Linked DNA regions of Mus musculus: regions 2, 3 and 4 are each linked to region 1. Evidence: chromatin contacts called from public Hi-C, HiCAR-type and HiChIP or PLAC-seq data. All regions are on one chromosome and are shown on one strand. The core of a region is the stretch at or near the end of the contact, and the rest is flanking DNA. Distances in the headings are between cores, read along the strand shown. Region 1 holds the start of Hey2 (hairy/enhancer-of-split related with YRPW motif 2). Region 2 holds the start of Clvs2 (clavesin 2). Region 3 holds the start of Trdn (triadin). Region 4 holds the start of Nkain2 (Na+/K+ transporting ATPase interacting 2).

Region 1 (3,438 bases), core at 379-2,878:
GGTCGGGGGATTAGTGTGTCCTATTTCTCTCATGTATTTCTCAAAAGTCACCAACCCATCTGGATGTGTACTCCCATTCTCTTCTGCCAGACATACTGAACGTTCAAGAGCAGCACATGTCGAATGTGTCTCTATATGCGACTTTTAAAACAAAAACCTAATTCTCCTACTATCCCCAAACCTTATTGGATAGCCTAAAAAGAACAGATTGTAAGTTTTGCATATTGATCCTCTAAAAGAATATCCTAACCATATCATTGGGTGGAAAGTTGAAATTTAGTTTTTGCACTTTTCATGCTTTAACTTTGAAAATGAAACTGTGCCACCAGCCTTAAAACCAAGCTGATATCTCGAGAAGCTGCAATTCACCTTGAGTTTACTAAAAGGTATTTTTAGACTGCAAGGTTCAATCAAGTGATTATTTGGTGGTGTAGTTGGTCCATTAATGTATACTCTCCTAGGACTTTCTGTCACTTTGAAATTCACAGGTACTATGCTTCTTTAGTGTCTTAAACTCTCCAGGTCCTCTCTAGTTTTGAGAAGTTCTATTACCACCCCTTCGGCTCACTTCTGGGTCTTAATTCGAAATCAACTGACTCCTTCCTCACCCCTTCTAGTGACAGCCTACGGTTTCATTTTTTTTTTTAATACTTTAACAATGAGAGAGTTGGTAAACTGTCTCATAAGCATCGTTTTTGCTTTAGCTATTTTTCCGGCTTTGATTTCTACGTCTTAAAATAAGCCCGTGAAATAAATCCAGTTTTCTATATGCGGGAAGGATTTCACTCTTTGAGTGACAGCTGCAAATAAATAAATAAGGTGCTTCTGGGCAAGCCAATTAGAAGCAATTATCATTTGACCCCCCCCCGCCTCTAAAATGGTTGGGTAATCTTGCTGTCACAGGAAACAGGAGGTCTGTCTTCTGTGATCAGAACCTTGATCTCCTGGAGACTAAAGGACAAGCAGGCAAAGCAATGCTGTCTCATCTGCTCCTTATATCTGTCACTCATGGGTGGGTCAGCCAGATCACCCTCTGTCGACCTGCGCAGCTCAGCCTGTTTAGCTCAGATGCTTTACCTCCTCAAAAACTCAAGTCGCGATCCCAGTTTCTCTCAAAACAGAAATCCAGTTGTTTTTCTTTTCTCCTGACCTATTTTGGAACTGTCCCTAAATACAGTTCCAGTACCGGGGGCGTCGCCCGGACGTGCCAGTATGCGTGTCCTGTGCTGACAGCCCTGGACCCTCCCTCGCCATCTCCTGCACGCTCCAGTCCAGCTCCCTTCCAGTCGCTCCCACGCCTAGTGTGAACTCCATCTCTCGCCCCACCCGACTCTAGCACCCGCTTCCCGGGGAAAACGGTCTCCTCTCCACCCGAAGCTCCCCGGACACCCTCCCGCTTTTCCGCGCTCACCCAGGGTAATTGTTCTCGCTCCCCACGTCGATGGTCTCGTCCAGGTCGCTTTCGGAGGTCGTTTCCTCACAAGGGCGCTTCATCGCGACGAAGGAGGAGCAGCTACTGTCGCCTAGCGGAACGCAGCGCGCTCCCCGCGGGCTTCCTCCCTCCCTCCCTGCCCGGCTTCTGCAGGCGCCGCTCCCTCGGCGGCGCGGTCGGCTCCTGGAGGTTCTTTCCCACGCTGCAGCCCAGCCAGGGCGCAAGACCCGGTACTGGCCACGCCCCCCAGCGCGGGCGGGGCCCCTCCGCTTCTTCGTGTGCCCGCCCTGGCCACTCTCCAGGCCCCGCCTCCCTGGGACGGTGTGGCTTTCTATTGGTTAATATGGAGGGGCGGACCCGCGCTGGCCAATGGCTGCCGAGAGGCGTTGGCAGAGGCGTGGGAATGCCACCGCGCACCTGGGAGCCGGGAGTGGAGCGCTGGGGTTGACCGCCGGCGGCGGGAGCGGGCGCAGGCGCGAGAGCGCATGGGGCGGGCGTGTCGGGCGAGGGCTCCTGGGTTTTGGGCCATCACCTGCAAGCCGTGATCTCTCCCGCCGAGTTTCTACCCTCGGTTTAAAGAATAACCGCTAGCGCGTGGCTGAGTGCGAGTGAGCGTGTGTGACGTCTAGGGTGGGAGTGCTAGGCTCGGCGACCCACCCCTCTGGGCTGTCCCTCTTCTGGATCAAGCTGCTGAGTGGCTGACCGGAGCGGTCATGTTGACCCTCAGGGGATTTTGAAAGCTTTAAGTCAAAGTTTTTTTTTTTTTTTTTTCACCCTGCCAGCTCCCCAGCCTCTAGGTTGTGGTCAGATAAAGGACGCCCGCTCACCGGTCCAGGTGCCTAACTGCAGGAGGTTGTCCCCGTGCATTGTTGGATTAGTCACCTCTGGTTACTTCCTTTGTATCTCTGGACACAGAAACTGGAGGGAGGGGGTGTAACTATCTCGGTAAATGGCAGGCTTGAGTGGTCTTCCTACTGATGGGAAGAGGGATTGTAGGACACAAATCTGAGTAGGTTTTCGAGTTCAAAGTTCTCGGATTTGGATTATCCAAATTAAATGTCCCAGTCATCCCTCCAGTTTCTCCGGTGTGTGCAGCCACGGAGTTCTTTAGCATCCGGGGAGAGGATTTGTATTTACTTGTACACTGTATTTGTTTTGTAAAGTTTGCCCAGATCGCTAGTTCTTAGTGCACGTACAGCATGGATTGTGTAAACTCCAGGTGTGGTGTTCAGACTCCGTTTTTAAGTCTCTGTCTCTCTCTGCATACTGTGGGGATTTTTTAGCAGGCTCTGCCGACTTTTCCGCGCGCTCAGGAAGTGAGCAAGACAGTCTCGGGGAGTCTGGCGTGAGCTAGACCATCTGGCGCTGTAGCGCTGGGTGGGTTAGTGGAGGTCTAGAGACTCCACATGGTGCTCTTTGTGCTTGGTGGAAAAAGGCCTTTGAGAAAAGAAGACATCCATCAATCACCGAGACCCTCCACCTTACACAGATAATTATCTTTCTGGAAATCTGACTAAGGCACCCTTTCCAAACTCCATTCCTTGGTTACACTAGACCGGTGCAGCGGGAAAGGACAAGAGAAAAAGAGACAGCAAAAGACTGACTGGACTGGGCGCAGATTGGGTTGATGGGGAGTGGGAAGGAGCCGGAGTAACGCCAAGGATCTGCAGCCAGCGTGTCGTTAAAACACAAAACCCCTTCCCTACAGGCCCTGGCCTCTTTTGTGCGGTCCTCACCGCGGTGTCTTCAATAACCGTGTGAACAGAAATCTGAAACTTTCTGTCCTGACTTCTGAAACTCAACTCCAGGCAAATCACAGGATCATCGGGGGCCGGGCGGGGCCTGGCGAGGCAGGATGGGGTCAGCACTGCTTGGCCGCAGAACCGTGGGTGGCGAACTTCCCAGCTCTGCACTCAGTCTCTGGGCGGGCACCTGGGTGCTCACGGACAGCATGGCTTTTCCTCAGGGACAGAGCAGACAGCCCGAGGCTTGCTGGCCCTGTCCAA
Region 2 (3,438 bases), core at 475-2,974, 2.8 Mb after region 1:
CTGATTCTCTCTTTGTGTGTCCAACAATATACCTGGTACTTGTCACCTCCACACCACACTCTGGCCTCCGGTTCTCCTCACTGCTGTCTGCTTCCTTTCCTGTACAAGAAATGGTTCCTCTTCTGTTTTAAGCCAAGTACCCTGTTGCTCCTGTTTTTCCCCATAGCTTTTCTGGAGAGTATTTAAATGTCTTCCCCTAATGCCCCTTAAAAAACAATGCTTCCCATTTGAAATGAGCCTTTGGACAGGCCCTGGTCCTTTACCACTCTGAATTAAAAGAGGAAGAAAGAAAGAAAGAGAGAGAGAGAGAGAGAGAGAGAGAGAGAGAGAGAGAGAGAGAGAAGGAAAGAAGGAAGGAAGGAAGGAAGGAAGGAAGGAAGGAAGGAAGGAAGGAAGGGGAAAGGAAAAGGAAGGAGAGGAGAGGAGAGGGGAGGAGAGGGGAGGGGAGGGGAGGGGAGGGGAGGGGAGGGGAGGGGAGAGGAGATGGAGAGGAGAGAAGAGGAAAGAAACACTAGTTCCAACTAGCATTAGTCTTGGTTCTGTCTTCTCTTGCCTTGCAAGATGTAAAGAAAACAACCCCCATGGACATCTCAGCCCCAGCACTGTAAATCTGCTGCGGTCCCTGATAAAGGATGTGCCTGCCACAGATAAAGATGAGAATTCTGATTAATAATAAGGTGGCTGGCTCTTCAGCTGTGAGATCCAAGGCGGGGAGGGAGCGTCTTTGGCAGAAAGAGAGAGAAAGAGGAAGGGAAAGAAGCTCATTTCTCTCTGCTTATTCAAAGGTGCTATTTTTATAGGATGTCGTTGTGTGGTTTTTACTTTAGGTTATTACGATCCAATTAGGGGAGACTGCAAATCAAATCGTGCACCTCTTCCACACACAGTAATTTCATAAGGCTCCAGCTGGGTATTGGGTACCTTTGACAGAGGCGTGGGCTCACCCTCCCCACCCAGCCCCCAACTTCTGCCTAGTCTCTCCCTTTATTTCAGGGGACTTGCCAAGGAAGTGGAGGATAATGATAAGGACAGGAGGAAACCTTTTTGGGAGCAAAGATGTAAAAACCAGGGTGGGTGCAGGGAGTTGTGGAACATGAAATAAAAATGTCTCTATTTTCCCTATACCCCCCACCCCCACCCCAAAGCCAGAAAGAAGAAAGAGCAGTCAGTTCCTACCAGCAAACCGCGAGGCAGAGTCACTAAGCAATGCGGCACTCCCCAGCATCCATCAGCCCTGGCGGAGGTGGTGGCGGGGGTGGGGGCAGCAGCAGCATCTACTCCTCTCAGAGGGATGGAGCAGTGGAGAGAGATGGTGGCTGAGACCCGCCTGAGGATTCACCAGGGAGCAGCCTCGACGACCTCATCCAAGGACAGCCAGCCTGTCAGCAGGAAGGGTGGGGACCCGCAGAGCTAGGACCTCGCTGCCCGGCCAGCCTTTTTTGCCTTCGAGAGAGGAAGAGAAGGGATGGGAACGCCGGGACGGTGCAAGTCCACTAGGGCTGCGGCCGCCTTTACCTTTGTACGCCTAAGCGGTAGCACGGCGCGGCCCGCAGGGGCTGTTCCACTGCCCCCAGAGCCACTGGGTCCCGCGCGCCCCTGGGGCTTCCGCAGCCACTCCTGAGCCCGCTGCTGCTAAAAGAGGATCCGGCTCATCCCAACTCTTGATTATCCCAGAAGAGAGCTCCTAGCGTTGTAAGCGCTCACACATGCTCTCCGCTCCTCTCTCTGCCTCTGCCTCGTAGGGGTAGGAACGAATTTTGGGACACATTCAAATATCCCAAGCCCCAAGTTCAGCCTGCTCTGGTCTCCAGGTCCCAGCCAGGTCCAGCTATAACTGATCTAGTGGAACAGCTATGGCCTCACAGCATCCCCATGCTCCTCCTCGCTTTGTGTGCAAGACCCGGGAGTGCGGGGTAGAGTAGCCCTTGATTTTGCAACTTAATTAAGGTTGAGAAACCTTTTCTGGTTCTTGTGGGTAATTTTGATTGAGTAGGAGTAGAGAAACGTATTGTATTTTCTGCTTTTGTTGTACTCAGAGATATTTAATTTTAAGAAATAGTAAACTATTCCTATTAAATTCCCTTTGAAGAGGATGAAAACAACATCCAGGCAAAAATCAACAATATCAACAAGAATAACAACATTGTCATAGGACAGGGGGTTGGGTGGGAGCAGGGAAAGAGGACACTTGACTCCTAATAAACTGTATTTCCAGTTACTTCTAGAGATATGCTCTTTCCTTGTAATGCATCTTTATACTGGGATTATAATAAACAAAAAGAACCCTTGGGCCTGTGATGCCTGGAAATCTATTTTTAAAAAAAATGTTTTTAATTTTCAAAGCACAGTGCGCATTACTCAAACTGTAAGAAAGGGTCCTGAGTTTAAGTTACCCCAATGCAGCGACTCTTTACTGAACTCCAGTGTAGGTCAGTGTTATAGATAGACCTGGAGCTAATTATATTTGATGTTAATTCTGTTCTCCTGTGAGTGGTTGTGAACAAGGAATGAGTCAGCACTCAGGTGATTTCCTGTAAACCTGCTTCCCACTTTAATTTGTAAAACAAAGGAGAGCTGATGATTGGGTAGATGTAAGGCAAGGGGTAGCAGAAGGTGAAGAGAGGGAGAAGAAGGAGAAAATGGAAGAGGGAGAGGACACAAAGGAGGAGGAAGAAGAAGAAAAGCAGAACAGAAGCACCTGGCCTGGAGAAACCACAAGTTCTAACGGGTCTCATAGATGGGGAAGATGGTAGTGTAGCAGAAGATCTGCCCAATCTAGGGGCACAGCATGTGTTCATAATAATTGAGTCATATTTGGGTTGGAGATTTACAGGTCAGTGTTCTACATTCTGTGAACAGGAGGTGCCCCTGAAGTTGCCGACTTTAAAGACTGTTAGACTTTCAAATTGTACAACATTAGTTTTGTTTTCTTGAGTATGGTACTGATAAAAAATAAAATAAAATAAAGGAGTGTGATATGGCGTACTACATCATTTGTCAAATAAATTATTGTGAAATAATTTAAGAACCAGAAAAGGGGAATAAGTCATACACATATTGGTTAAAGTTTAAATGCAAGCGCTGAAAATTATTCATATAAATAGGTATGTGTGTGCTTATGAATATATCTGGTGTGTGTATGTGTCTGTGGTATATATTTTACATATACACTTTACATCTCTTGGGAACTATGGGGAACTGATTCCTAGGTCTTGTGGATAACAAACTCTCACAGGTTTACACATATAGAATGCTACAGAATTTGTATATATTCTACACACATCTTCCATGTGCTTAAAACATCTCTATATTACTTGTGATAATTAACTCAATGCAAATACTGTGTAAAATTTGTCATTTTGATTCTTTAGGGGATAATGATGAAGAGATGGAAATTGTTTGTGCAAGTATTTTAGTTCTCAGTTTGTTGAATTCACA
Region 3 (3,438 bases), core at 510-3,009, 2.2 Mb after region 1:
TGAGTAGATTAGTGTTTTGTGAGATCAGTAGCTGAGGAATTAGCTATTGAGATTACACCATGTGGCAGAAAGAGAGAGGGAAAAAGAGCTATCTGGGAACAGGTGGTCTTTTGAGAGCCTGTCCATGGTGACATGCCTCCTCCCACAAGGCCACACATTCAAATACATCCCAAATAGTTCCATCAACTAGGAGCAAAGCATTCAAATACATAGCCTTTGGGAGCTATTGTTATCAAATAACCACAGGAGAGAACCACAGTGAGGTGAACTCTGCTTTCAGGGAACACTTCTAGATTAACCCAGTATTCCAAAGGCATCATTTTGCCTTTTGGATGGTCTTTATTTGCAGTGATTCCTTTAATTTGGAATCAGTACTGCCTGCAAGAGGACATTAGCTCTCAGGTAATGTATGAGCACTGTAATCAATGTTAATCATCTCAGTCCAGTCCCAGCTGCTAGTTGTGGGCTCTGTATAACATTAAGAGTCTACCTGGAATCTTTTCCTCCCGTCTGAACTAAGAGTTCTGACTTGTTTATTCAGCTGATTTCTATGCAATTTCTGTTGTGCCATGAAATTGAGGCAGCCAATGAAGACAGCTGGTGACATGTAGGATGTCATTGTCTATGCAAATAGCTGTCACATCATTCTTCTGAGCCTCATTTTAAAACAGAAGATAGAGCTGTGCTTTGTAAACTAAGAATTGCCTACAGATTCAAGAGATTCTGTCAGCCAATGGCAGTGAGTTAAGGCAAAGAGACAAAACTGCAAGCTTTTATTAAGTTGAATGTGAGATGAAAATAAAAGATAAGGAAAGCCAGCCCTTGATAATTCTCAGATTGGTTAAAGTTTATGATCATCAATGCCCTTTGATTCTCCTTCCCCTTCCAACCACCAACTACTGAATATTTCTCTTCTCATTAACACCTGTCTAGAAGTGGGAAGGTGAAATGCTAATCAGGCAATTTAGCTAATTGTTAGCTGCTGCTAGGATTTTTTTTTCTTCCTTTCTTTCAAGTTCGGAAAGGGAAATGGTGAAATCCATTTCTAAAATGTGAACAGTGGATTTCTAAACTTTATTTCACCTTCTCTTTCTTTCACTGCTGAAATGAATTCAGATATTTTGTTTTTAATAAGGTGTTGGAATAAAACCCTGAGACGGCATACTTCTCAGAGATTGATTTTTATTGTCACATTACATGCTTCTTATTGACTAATATTTAAAAATATTAATTTTTTACAACATGACTAGCTTAAAAGAATGGCCAGGAGTTACAAATTTCAGTTCTGAGTGTAGCCCTATATAAGTGCACTTGACTAGAGGATTTGGGACAACAACAAACCAACACAGAAAAATTACTAACAACTGCCCTCCCCTCTGCCTGTGGTAGACATTACATGATCCTCCCCTAGCCAAATAAGGGAGAGAGGAATGTTCTGAGTATTAGAGGCACTAAGAATAAATCTGAGCTATCTAGGGTAAGATTACTTTCAACTCTTTATTTTATGTTTTCTGACACCAATCCCCAATCTGTAATTATATCAGAGACACTGCGGGGGCTTAGACAGCACTTTCTAGATACTCTGGCTTTGTTTTCCTCTTTTATTTATTTGCTTTTATTTATTTACTTACTTATATTTGCCTGTATCTTTAGGGCTTGAGAGTTGGTGTGTGTGTGTGTGTGTGTGTGTGTGTTCCTCCAGAGTGCCAAAAAAAAAAAAAAAAGTGCTGAAGAGTCCAAGGCAGATGAGGCTATTTTTGTTTGAAGCTGATACTTTTAGCTGAGCCACAAGTACTGCTTGGAAAGGGCTTAGGTTGTTTCCAGGGGGAGAACTCTGCAGAGAAGAGGCAAAGTTCAACAAGACAACAAAAATCAGCCAGAAAATCCAGGAAAAGGAAGAGCCCTTGTCATACCCCTCTACCAGAGTTCTCTAATCCTACCTTATTCTGCAAAGTGCCACTTGACTGGAACTCTTCACCTGCTTGATTTCTGCACCCACCATGACTGAGATCACTGCTGAAGGTACTGTTGCCTGGGGACATTATGTAAATCAACAGCCTCAGGGACGCTATAGGCTTCAGCTGGCTTCTAGTTAATTAGTTCTGTGAGTCTACACAGGATCTGCAAAATGAAATTGGAAGCTGAGCGGTTGCCAGATTTGTGTGTTTGAGGGAGCAAGGGGAGATTTATCGGGAATTTTACGTGTGGAAAGTATTTTCTGCTATGCTAGAGGCCCCACTACCCTCTCCGTTATCACCTCACCTCTATAAATAGCTGAGGACATGGTGGCAAAAAATTTAAGACAAAAATTATAAGACATGTGAGGATGGAGATGGAAAAAAATCAGAATATTATGTGTGATGTGTCAGTTTAGAAATATGATCTGGAGCATCTTTTCTTTATAGTATTTAAAATTTGAATTCTTAAATGTCTTCTCTTTCCAGCTAGGGTGCACAGCTTGCTTATATGCATCGCAGATAGAAGTGCCCTGAAGAATCATAGTCATTTTACCATTGACAAATGCTCAAAGACAAAGTTAGAAATTTCAGAAAGTCAGAGAAGTCTAACTTTTAAAAATAAAGCATTTAACTCTTAGAAATCTAGTTATTTTGTAAACTCATTTCTTGTTTCTCTATAAGTAGTGTGTTTTATATTTATATTAACATATTTTCTATTTATACACTTATAATAAATCTACAAACACTCACACCCGTCTTACTAATGAAGTAATTCTTTAAAAATAATACAGTCTGGCTTTAGTTGAGGTAAAACTATGGAAGATACGCTTAACATTCTCTCTGACAGCAATAAGTACATAAGGCAGGTGGTACTTTTGACAGTTTCCAAGTTAAATGTCATTTTGTTTTTAACGAGACTGTAAAATAGAAATCTATTTGTTTTATCTTTTGTGTGGGTAGAAATCTATGTAAAGAAAATAATTTTCCCTGAAGATTTAGGCAATATCTGTGAGGAAAAAAAATGCCTTGCTTGTATTAGTTACAGAGATAGCCTGTCACCACAAATTAATAACAATATTACTGAGAGATTTCCATTTATTAGGTATTTTGTTTAGAAACTTATGCACATTTCGTTTGTGAGACCTCACACCATTCCACTAAGTAGCAATTTGATGTCTATTTCACACACAAAAAACCCTGTTACTCAGATATTCCATGACTTCCCATTACCAAATTGTAGTCAAGATTGGGTATCAGCTCCTTGAAGCCAGCCTGTGTTTTCTCTTTTCCATTAGAGGATATAAAATTTACTGTTTGCCAGTTTTAGTTCAGAATTTGCTAACTGAATGTAAATAATATTATAATTTTTTTTTCTATACTTTGGACATTCTGTGTCATGTCGCCCTTATGTTGGCCTTGAAAAGATCTGTCTATAAAAGTGTTCTGCTTATTCCTGTACAAGGTATTAAGAAACCTCTGG
Region 4 (3,438 bases), core at 470-2,969, 2.0 Mb after region 1:
CTGAAACCTATACAACACACACACATGTTTGGGAAATGCAATGCAACTTGGAATATTTGGGTTACATTGGTAGTTTTACAAAGTAAACTCTGGTTAGCTCTATTGTTAATGGCAATAGTTCTTTGCTGCAATACTTATATGAATCTGGGGTAGAGATATAGAAGCTGGTTTACATAGCATTGAGAATACATAAAGCTCCTAAAATTAGATCTCTTCTTTTCCCTTACAACCAAGTCCATAATACACAATTCACAGATTAAGGAATACACCATCCAGGACTTTCCTGGGTGGCGGTGGGATACCAGAGCTGAGATGCCTCAAACACTTTAAGTAAGTTTTTTTAAAGGAAAAAAGAAAGAGAAAAGAAAGAAATAAAAGAAGAACCCTCTGCAGGTCTTTGCAAGTGATAAACAGTGAAGAAAACTTAAGAAATTCTTTTGTCAGTTTTAATAGCAAATTCTTGTTCATTTAAACACCCTGCGATGACTGGATTTTCAATAATTGTCTTCCATTCTACAGCCCCCAACCCTTTATAAAACAAATAAGGGGAACTGTTTAGACTAATTTATACTTTCTATGGAAAGCTACTTGGTGTTGCAGAAGTGCCCCCTATTTCAAATTAACCATTTGCCACTGACATAAATTTTCACCCTATCTTCCCCTAAGCCCCTCCTCCTATTGCCTTTAGGAATTGAAATCGAGACATTATTTGCATTCTTGGCTTTTTAAAAGCAGCAATAGGATATTCTTCCAAACTTACATACAATCCCCCATCCTGTGAGATCAAACAATAGCATCAATTTCAGTGGCAATATTGTACATTATGGAAGACAAGATATTATTTCTTCTTGGAATTTTTGTAGCTCTTATGTTTTAAAGGTCCACTCTGGGGCAATGGTGTTGCAGAGTTTAAGTATCTCTCTCTGATCTACATACTTTTAGAACTCACTGTGGCTTTTTAGTTCAGAATGCTGCTAGAACACATCTGACCTAAACAAGGAGTTTTTAAGAAAATTATAAGACAATATATTCTAAGAAAATATCAAGCGACGATAAATAAATACTTCAAAACAAGTATATAAAAGCCTGAAAATCTGCTTTTCAACTTACACGCATATATAGTAAAATATATATGACAACCATCCTGTTCACATTAGCAAGAATGCCAAGCATAAAAGGAGAGCAACATCTCCACTCCCTTAAAGAAATTAAAGATAACAAGTTTAACCTGCACCTGCAAAACTGTCCTTAGAGGGACAGAAACGGGGAAAGGCAGAAAGGCTCACTTCTGCTGCACCCCTAAAATCATTTTAAATACAGGTAATATGTGGCATCTTTTATCTCTTCTTTTCCCTTCCGTCCTGCTCAATGGCAGATCTCTTACTACACTCCCTGCCCACTCTCTCAATGGTACATAAGAGAATAAGAGAACCCAAGCGTCACTTACCAGTTGCATGCCACAGATAAAGATAAGCGTGCACCTGCCACTGCAATAACCCATGGTTTCCGAGACCCCTGCCACAGCCAGGCTGTCCCACGTCGGCCACCGTCGAGGCCCCAGTTTATCCAATCAGATCGTGGGGAAGGACAGGAGAACCTGCCCAGGGCTCTAGGGCTCCCAGATGCCGCTGCCAATGTCCAGGGAAGTGACAGTGTCCTGCGCGGCGGCGGCTGCCCCAGCCGCGCCCGCCACACATACCTTTACTCGTTCACTGCACTCCCAGCGCCGCGGGCAGCGCCGCCCAAGGAGACGCGCCCGGGCCCCGCAGGGGCAGCAGCGGCAGGCAGACAGCGCCGCCGAGCCCTGGGGCATCTGGCCCGCCAAGTTGCGGCCCACGCCCGACGAGCGCTCGCCCGCCCCGCACTCCCTCCCCACGCACGGGTGCGCGGGCTCCCGGGGCGGCTGAGATGCGCGCCGGGCGCCTCTGTTCTGCGCTCCGCGTGCGGGGCCCAGGGGCGGGGCGGCTGCGGGGGCCGCGCGGACGCCCTGCGGCGCCCTTCCCCTTGCCTAGATGAGCGGATCCCCTCCCAATCAACAACTTCTCAGAGGTCGTGGCGGGCAGCAGCCCTGGCCGTTGCGGGCGTGGTGTCGCGGTGCCTGGGAGCTGCGGGGGCGTTGACTGCGGGAACAACGCGAGGGATCGGGTCGGAGGAGTCCCGGTGGCATGGCTGGCTGGCTTGCTTGCTTGCTTGCGTGCTTGCTTGCTTGCTTGCTTGGCGATGCCTTGCTTTGTTGGTATCGGTCTTGCTGAGGCAACCCTGCCAGAAGCATTACACGTGCAAGCTGTGGTGTGTGTGTGTGTGTGTGTGTGTGTGTGTGTGTGTGTGTGTGTGTGTGTGTGTGAAAGTACGGTTATGAAAAGGGATGGTGAGATATCAACTGGGGTGCCGCTAAGGCATTCTTCCCCACTGGAAAACCTGCATGCACTTACAGCAAAGAGCGGAGGGAGAGAAGTGGACACGGTGGCGGCCAACCAACAGTCCTGTGCTTGGCACGAGGCAAGGACAGCAAGGGACAGAGATTCCAGAGTTTCAAAGATTAGCCTGCTACAAGGACCGAACGGAATTGCCTCTTGAAGTTGCAAAATGTAGGGAGCCAGAGGAAATGTAGGAGTTTGGTTTTGGTGCTTCAGACTGCTTTCTTAACAATGGAAGGAGCCGATGAAATTTGAGCACTTATCTACCAGACCTCATGCACCATCCGGTTGGTTATGTGTCCTTGCTTGGTCATACTCCAGGTTTGACAGCAGCAGTTACCTGCGGACACGCACTCTGGAGCCTGTTGCTGCCACCTACGGGTAAAAAGCTGAAGGGAAAAACATGCTGGAGCAAGTGATGGTCATTTAGACCTTGGTGTTCAGAAGAGGGCATTTCATTTACAGTCCCAACAGCTACTGAAAGCATTCCTAATCTGGCTACAGAGAGAGGGTGTACTGTTGAGATCCACTGGATAGTAAAGCCATTGGAATAAAGTGCTGTGAGTGAAAAGAACTGTTCATGGAGCTAAAAAATACCATCGTTAGAGATGTAAAACCGGAAAAAAAGAAAAAAAGCTAACCAACAAGGTTCGTGAGACAAGTAGGACTTAAGCCTCCTTGAAAAACGACATTTGTGTATGGTAACTTTACCCACACTGAGGACCTAGTCTCCCTTCCATCAGCATCAGCTTGAGAATCATTTAGACTGTACCGTAAAACGTAATTCTATCTGTAGTCACTATTTCTTCCTCATTCTTAATCACTGAACTATGACCTTTCAACACATGGCATTCCTCTCTTTTTGTGGGCACACTGAATTGTTTCCTAAGCAGAGGAGGCTCTTGGCTAAGAAATAAAATGATTTCCTTGAAACCCATCTTTATCGGGCAACGGAGGAGAGGTGGGGGATGATGACCTCAGCCTTTTCAACGCACATATTGGAAATGCCAAAAACAGATTA

The links. A called contact is a pair of places that touch in the nucleus more often than the background predicts. HiCAR-type assays count read pairs that join an accessible place to other places. HiChIP or PLAC-seq counts read pairs in DNA pulled down with a chosen protein or histone mark.
Region 2: a HiCAR-type map of astrocytes shows a contact between it and region 1, with 4 times the contacts expected there. The contact joins the promoter of Clvs2 here to the promoter of Hey2 in region 1. A contact is called at or near these places in 1 of 39 promoter capture datasets (hippocampal neurons) and 1 of 115 datasets of contacts at active chromatin or transcription factors (astrocytes).
Region 3: a contact with region 1 is called in a Hi-C map of cardiomyocytes, with 3 times the contacts expected there. The contact joins the promoter of Trdn here to the promoter of Hey2 in region 1. A contact is called at or near these places in 1 of 39 promoter capture datasets (hippocampal neurons) and 1 of 484 Hi-C or Micro-C datasets (cardiomyocytes).
Region 4: a contact with region 1 is called in an H3K4me3 HiChIP or PLAC-seq map of embryonic forebrain, with 4 times the contacts expected there. The contact joins the promoter of Nkain2 here to the promoter of Hey2 in region 1. A contact is called at or near these places in 3 of 39 promoter capture datasets (cranial neural crest, embryonic stem cells and hippocampal neurons) and 4 of 115 datasets of contacts at active chromatin or transcription factors (astrocytes, embryonic forebrain, embryonic midbrain and 1 more).

The regions. Positions count from the first base shown.
Region 1 is chr10:30,841,155-30,844,592 of GRCm38.p6, forward strand. It overlaps Hey2 (hairy/enhancer-of-split related with YRPW motif 2), which reads right to left and starts at 1,629. Exons shown (of 5, transcript NM_013904.1): 1 at 1,412-1,629. The coding sequence starts at 1,494.
Region 2 is chr10:33,622,960-33,626,397 of GRCm38.p6, forward strand. Clvs2 (clavesin 2) reads right to left here and starts at 1,725. Exons shown (of 6, transcript NM_175448.4): 1 at 1,177-1,725; 2 at 1-99. Gm15939 (predicted gene 15939) reads left to right here and starts at 1,287. Exons shown (of 5, transcript NR_152723.1): 1 at 1,287-1,947.
Region 3 is chr10:33,081,724-33,085,161 of GRCm38.p6, forward strand. It overlaps Trdn (triadin), which reads left to right and starts at 1,760. Exons shown (of 38, transcript NM_029726.2): 1 at 1,760-2,022. The coding sequence starts at 2,001.
Region 4 is chr10:32,888,196-32,891,633 of GRCm38.p6, forward strand. Nkain2 (Na+/K+ transporting ATPase interacting 2) reads right to left here and starts at 1,720. Exons shown (of 7, transcript NM_001013411.2): 1 at 1,448-1,720. The coding sequence starts at 1,501.